2 separate regions of the Danio rerio genome follow, and region 2 is linked to region 1. A link is a contact called in public HiChIP or PLAC-seq data. All regions are on one chromosome and are shown on one strand. Each heading gives the region's core, a stretch centred on a gene start, on an enhancer-like site or on the middle of the called end of the contact. The rest is flanking DNA. Distances are from core to core; before and after follow the strand shown.

Region 1 (3,353 bases), core at 441-2,940:
TGCTTCAAAGTCCTTGTCCAGAGCGGAACAGTCCATAGGCATACTGTTGGAAATTATATGCAAGAGTTCCTCGTCCAGTTCCTCATCCGAACATGCTGACGACACCAAAGAGGAGGAGCTGGTCGAGGTCGGAGTGGAAGATCTTCCAGATGTGGACCCTCGTGGTTCGCTCGTCGTGGACTCTGGGAAAGCCTGGCATTCGCTGTCCGAGGAGAGACTCTGGATGCTGCTGGTTTGAGAGATGGGCACTTTCACTCTGAGCTCAGGAATTGGTTGCTGGTCCTCAGATTGAACAGTAGCCTGCTGGTGAAGGACAAAGTGACTTGACGTGTTGCGATCGTCTTGCTGAGTCACTGGACTTTCTAGGTTTACATCCATGGTGTCGTCGTCGCTCATGCTCTCACTGTAGCTCTTGTATTTATTGCTACTAAAGTTCATTTTATGCTTTGAAGAAGCAGGTTTGATCTTAAGCCCTTTGCAGGAGAGCCCGGAAGATCTTCCTGGAAGGGGCTTGCTGGATTTCATAGGCAACTTCTCACCAAGTTTGACAGGGGTTGAGCCCTTGCTTTTCTTCCTGGGCCGGTACTTGTAGTCAGGATAGTCAGCCATGTGCTTTAGACGCAGTCTTTCGGCCTCTTTGATAAAGGGTATCTTCTCATAGTCAGGCAGTAGTTTCCAGCGTTTCCCAAGGCGCTTTGAAATCTCTGCATTGTGCATATCAGGCCATTGCTCCATGATCTTCCGTCTCTCAATCTGAGACCAGACCATAAAAGCGTTCATTGGTCTTTTGATGTGCCCAGTTGGAGTTTTGCACCAGTTGGGGTCTTTGTTAGAAGGTACATGTCCAAACACCTCGGCATCGTCCTCAGCCGCCAGTCCCACAAACACCTCCCTGCTTGAATTGCTGTCCATGACTGACGAGTATTTGTGGGTTCTTTGCTGAACCATGATGCAGCGCTGAGATCTATTCAGTAGGTTCCCTAGAGTCATCCATGACGAGACACTCTAAGATGCAGCAACTCACCAATTCCAGCTTTTATCCTGAAATAGGGACAGATATGCCTTCAGTGACCTCTTATAAACTTGTTTGTTAAATATAAATGACATTGTGCTGATTTCTTAAGATGTAATATGTGTTGTGTGTTGTTATACACAGTACCAAGTGTTTAATAATTGTTTATGATAATATTAATGATAACAAAAATATATGTAAACGTATAAAATGCACACTGTAAATGCACACAATGTATGTAAACATTTATTTCTGATAAGTTTTAATATTACTTTATTATAGTACTACTTTTTAAATATACTATCACTGTACTACATTAATATTGCTACTCTTGTTACTATATATATATATATATATATATATATATATATATATATATATATATATATGTACACATATAATTATATATGTAATTTTGAGATAAATGTTTGGTACTTACAATACAAGCGAAGACAGCTTCTGCTTACTATGCACAATTACTTTTTCTCTTCATATAAGCATTTCCTCTGCTGTAGCAGTTGTGGTGCAAGTCAAAAAAAAAGCTGTCCAGCGTCTGCCTGCTGTTTTCTTCCTCTGTCCCGCATGCGGATCCTCTCTCTCAGACGCTCTCTATCCTCTCCGTCACTCTCTCTATCCTCGTCTGCCGTTCCTCCTGCCTCTTTGTAGAGACGCCCCCCCTCGTCTGCTGTTTTATAAACCCACACTGTAAACAGCTCAACCTTAGCAGACACAGTCTCCTCCCCTTCCACCCACTGCTCTGTGTGTCGTGTGTTTGTGTGCATGTGGGTGTGTGAGTGTCAAGGATGGGGGGGTGAAAGTTTCCATGCAGTGAGGCACAGCTACAGTGCAGCGGATGGAAAGAAAGAGATGCTAACTGAGGAGGTGTTAAATGCTACAAGCAAAAACTTAAATTAGGACAAGACCTTCAAGGCAGTCTGGCACATGTAGAATCATGTTTTCATCGGTTTGTGTGTTGTAGTTTTTGATTTGCATTGCTGGAACTGGCACAACTGCAGGCATGGATACAGTGTTGGCATTTTTAGCTTTCTGATGCACAATGCATAGAAATATGAAAGTAAACATTTGATTCTGTTTTATAACTAACTTTTTTAGTTTTGGGGCTCTTTAGTTTTGATTGTCTTTGCCTTGATTTATTACAGTAAATTAATATTAAAATAAATAAAGGGAATAAGCCGAAAAGAAAATAAACGAATGAATGAATAATATTAAAATAATAATAATAACAATAATATATAAAATATATTATTATTATTATAACAACAGCAATTATCAGTATAATTCAAATAAATAAAATAATATTTTAGTTTCTATCACAATTATATAAAAGTATAATGTTAATAACAATTATTGTTGTTTTTGTTATTATTATGATACTACTAATAATAATAACTAATAACTACTAATTAAAATAAGCAATTTAAATATTATTAAGCATTGTTTTTATTGTGATTTTTTTATATTGATTTTATTTACCTATAAGAATCTCTATATGGGCCATTTATTCAACCTAGGCTCATTATTGATTCATAACCCTCTATACAGATATTTATATCCCTATATACGCAGTGTACACTTTTTCAGATCTCAAATTTTTCTCGCGAGTGCCATTTGTGTCTGCTGTTTTTGCATCAATCCACCAGAGGCCACTGTCGACTGACAGACATCCGACTGACCAATCACCCCACCCACCCCTTCCCTAAACTCAACCGATAGTGTTTTCAAAAGCACCGATTGACCCGATCAACCACTTCCCTCAACCCAACCAATAGTGTTTTTAAAAGCAATGATTGACCCGATCAACCACTTGCCTAAACCCAACCAACAGTATCTATAAAAGCAATCCAGAAAAAGTAAAGCCCTTGCGGCTACCTAACTTTTACCATGTTTTCAGATCTCACCATGTTCTCACCACATTATTTAGTTGTTTATTTTATTTTTTTTGGCTTTTGTTTTTGTTTTACCTGCTTTCTGGAACCTTGCTTCCCCAGACTTGAACCCCATCGTTGCAATTAAAATGTCTCGACCTCTCAAGTTTGATGATGTACACGGCGAGCCACTGGACAAACTGGTAACAGAAGAAAAGCCATCCACACTGAGGTAAATAGACAGCCGGTATAATAAAAAGAAACAGAGGTCGGCGACGGCATCATACCGCCTCATACGTTCATTTTAAAGACAAAATGCAATCATACATAGCTCTGGCTACATAATTATTGCTCTCCAGAAATGTATACGGCACACCTGTCAACCTGTCAACCGATTTTTTTTCTCGGGATTCTCCCATATTTTACAATTCTATTTCGCTGTCATTCCGCATGAA
Region 2 (3,353 bases), core at 415-2,914, 150 kb after region 1:
TAATAATAATTACAAACTGCTGTATCTTAAATTTATTTTTTTTTCTATAAATTGTCAGTCTTCCTTTTGTACATGTGTGCATGTGCATACACAATGTTCTGTAGGTGAGACATCTGACATCTAAAAAAACATCTGCCAGATTTTTACTTGAACCGAGAAAGAGGGACTTACAACAGTGTATTGCTTTGTGTTGGTGTTTTTACTGAAGATGAAGTTGGTATGTATTTATCAGCATTTGTCAAATTAAAAATTTAGAAGTTTACACGAGTGCTGCACTTATTAATGTCAAATTTATTTTCTTTAATTTGTGTCCTAATAGATAAGTAATAAATAAAACTGTCCATTTTTGCCACCCTATTAATATAATATTAAGTGTATTTAATATTCTAATTAAATGAAATAGAATAACAATGTTGTATGTGACTCTTAATAACCAAACAAAATCATTACAAAAAATATTTTTAAAGATCTACAGTGAAGAAATGGATCCAGAAGGGTTGTTAGAAAGTGGTATTAAAGTATTTACCCTGTATCTACAAATATTACAAAAATAAAACCAAGAAGACTGCATTTTAATTCAGTAATATTAGATTATAAAATTATTTGTAACTTACTAATTAAAATGTAGAACAGATATTAAAACCACCCAGTAGGTAGCAGCAGAGCACTGTCTTCATTCAAATGGAGAAACTGAACAAAACTTTAATGGATTAGTAAATAATAAATAATAAAATTGATTGCATCCATAGATGACACACCATGTAATATGAAAAAAAAATAAAACAATTTAATCATGCTGGAACATTTACATATAACAGATAATATACGTTTATATTCATAGCAGCATAAAAGTAAAAATAAATCCATTATATGATGAAATAATCTGATTTAATAAGTAAAAAGGTTACAAACATATACTTCCCTTAATAAATAATATCTTATCCCTGCTCTTAATAAAACTCAAAGCAGTGCAGTATTAAAAGAGAAACAATTGGACACATGGCCAATATTTTGAATAGCCTTAAATCAAAGTATAATTTTAATATTTTCAATTGTAAATTTTCCAGAGATCTCTCCCATTCAAAGGTAAAAAAAATTAAACTGAACTAAAACACTGCATTTTTATTTATTGATTTTTTCAGACTCTGTCTTTATTTGTTGTAAATATGCAATATGCAATAGCATTTTGAAGCAAAATAATAAACCATTAAAATATCAGAATTAAAATCACTGCATTTCTTAAGTGACACCATTGTGAAAAGAGTCTTTTGAGTCTTTTGTAATATTTTTTAGCAGGAGAAATACCATTATGAAATTCACATAACTGTTAACATAATTAACATATAAAACACTCAGCAAGAATGACCACTTTTGTGTATTTTTGTGTTTATTAACAATAAAAACAATATTTAAGAAGTTGAAAATGCATTTCCTGTTTACTGACATCACGTAGTGGGCATTCACGCTATTCGTTTCCACTAACCAATGAAATTACAGGTGGGCGTGGCTGAATGTGCAGCCCCGCCCCACATTCATCTCCGCCCATTTCTGCAGGCTGCAGACAGGGGCTTCTCGGTTTTTCCGCTTTCAGTGTGTTAAACACGAGCTCCCTCTGCTGGACTCTCGGGCTCGCGCGTTACTCTTCTTATGCAACAAGACGAGACGTGCACGCGCAGGGATTGTTTGCCGCCAGTCAGTTCGTCGTTTATAACCGCAACGCACACATTGTGACTAGTATTAATTGAAACGACAAAGTTTTGGCTTAATATAATTGTGTTTTTTAGGTTTGCGTGGATTCGAATCAATCGACCAGGGTTGCAACTGTAGCTGAAACGGACCGTAGATCCGGGATTTACCGCTCGTTTGTGGAGCCAAGACTGTGACGCTCTGTAGGCCGCAGTGTAAACGTTTTAAGGTAAGGCGAAAGGGCCAACTATTAGTGGCTGTTTGGAGAAACGTTATTGTAGGTGTTGTGTGGAAAAGTTATGTATTGAAATCCTATCATTGTATTTTCAATATTAAAAGATGGTACTTTCCGTTTGTTTGCTATAACGAGACGACTTCAGCCTGTTAGCTCGCAAGCTAACAAAGCAAGCTTTAAAATTCCCTACCTAAATGTTGACAAAAAAACATCTAACAGTTCACATATGTTTGGTATATTTGCTAGTAATGCACCAACTATTTCAAAATACGACAAATAACTGGTTTGATATCGACTGGCTATGAGAAAAACAATTAGCCAGGAAGCTAACGTTAAGCGTGCGTTTTATGACCCCGTCCAGTCACGCGTGTCTGCGAAGTCAGCAATGTACAGTTTGGGGGCTATTTTGAGATACGGTTCATTTAAATATCCTATACTGTTAAATGTTGTTTATGTATTAAGTTTAACACTCAAACAGCTGTAAAAACACAATTTTCCTCGTTTGCAGATCAACAACAACAACATGGCCGATGATTTGGACATTGAAGCAATGCTCGAGGCTCCATATAAAAAGGTGGGTATTTGTTCAAGTTGATAAATGTGCTCAATAATCTGTAGACCTTTGGTTTGAAACTGCTAACCAGTCGTGTTTTCTCTAAGTCTTTATTGTCAGATCAATAACTTGAATGTTTCTGTGATAGTGGTTTCAATGAATAAATTGCCCATCTATCTCTTTTTGTAGACTTGCCTATATCTCACCTCTACTCCCATGAATTCCAGTGTGAACTGTCAAAAAAATGAAGGTAGTAATTGCCCAATATATTGATGTACTGTGGTACCCTTGGTTGAAATACATAGGCAAAATTGATACATAGGTACCGCCAGAATAAATGCAGTGGATGAACATAAAGATCTGGTATAAACTCTGTGGAGACTGTATTTGTTATTGTATGCATGGTTTTCTTAGCTTTTACAAGGAAGTTTTTCTTCCATAATGGCTAGAATAATGCTGCATGTTTTATAGTATAAACATATGGGAGGTATCCACTGAAAATATATTGGTCTAAAATGTCATAATCTTAGTGCAGAAATCCTGGAGATGACGTATCCAAGCAAATCCACAGAGTCTCGTTATTCATGGATTTGAAAATAAACCAAAATGAAAGGGGTAGTTCACCTAAAAATAAAAATGTGCTGTTCTCACACACACATGCCATCCTAGATGTAGGTGTAGTTTTCTTCCTACTTCTGTTAAAGATTAAAGAATATTTTTATTCATCTAAAAGCGCCGGAAGCTGTTGACTTGAATTTTTTTTTAATCATTAAGGACCACAGCTTCAGGTAAAAAAAATTATATTCTAAAGAAGATACCAACATCTTGGATGGCCCGAGGGTGACTGAGTTAACAGCAGGTTTGTGTTTTTGGTTAACT

Evidence for each region. HiChIP or PLAC-seq counts read pairs in DNA pulled down with a chosen protein or histone mark.
Region 2: a contact with region 1 is called in an H3K4me3 HiChIP or PLAC-seq map of gastrula embryo, with 4 times the contacts expected there. The contact joins the promoter of rbm39a here to the promoter of sox12 in region 1. A contact is called at or near these places in 2 of 4 datasets of contacts at active chromatin or transcription factors (embryo and gastrula embryo).

Annotation. Positions count from the first base shown.
Region 1 is chr11:26,241,085-26,244,437 of GRCz12tu, forward strand. It overlaps sox12 (SRY-box transcription factor 12), which reads right to left and starts at 1,691. Exons shown (of 2, transcript NM_001030278.2): 1 at 1,452-1,691; 2 at 1-1,041. The coding sequence starts at 990. It also overlaps a transcript of pnp4a not described here.
Region 2 is chr11:26,395,146-26,398,498 of GRCz12tu, forward strand. It overlaps rbm39a (RNA binding motif protein 39a), which reads left to right and starts at 1,665. Exons shown (of 16, transcript NM_001012304.1): 1 at 1,665-1,915; 2 at 2,430-2,495. The coding sequence starts at 2,445. It also overlaps a transcript of rem1 not described here.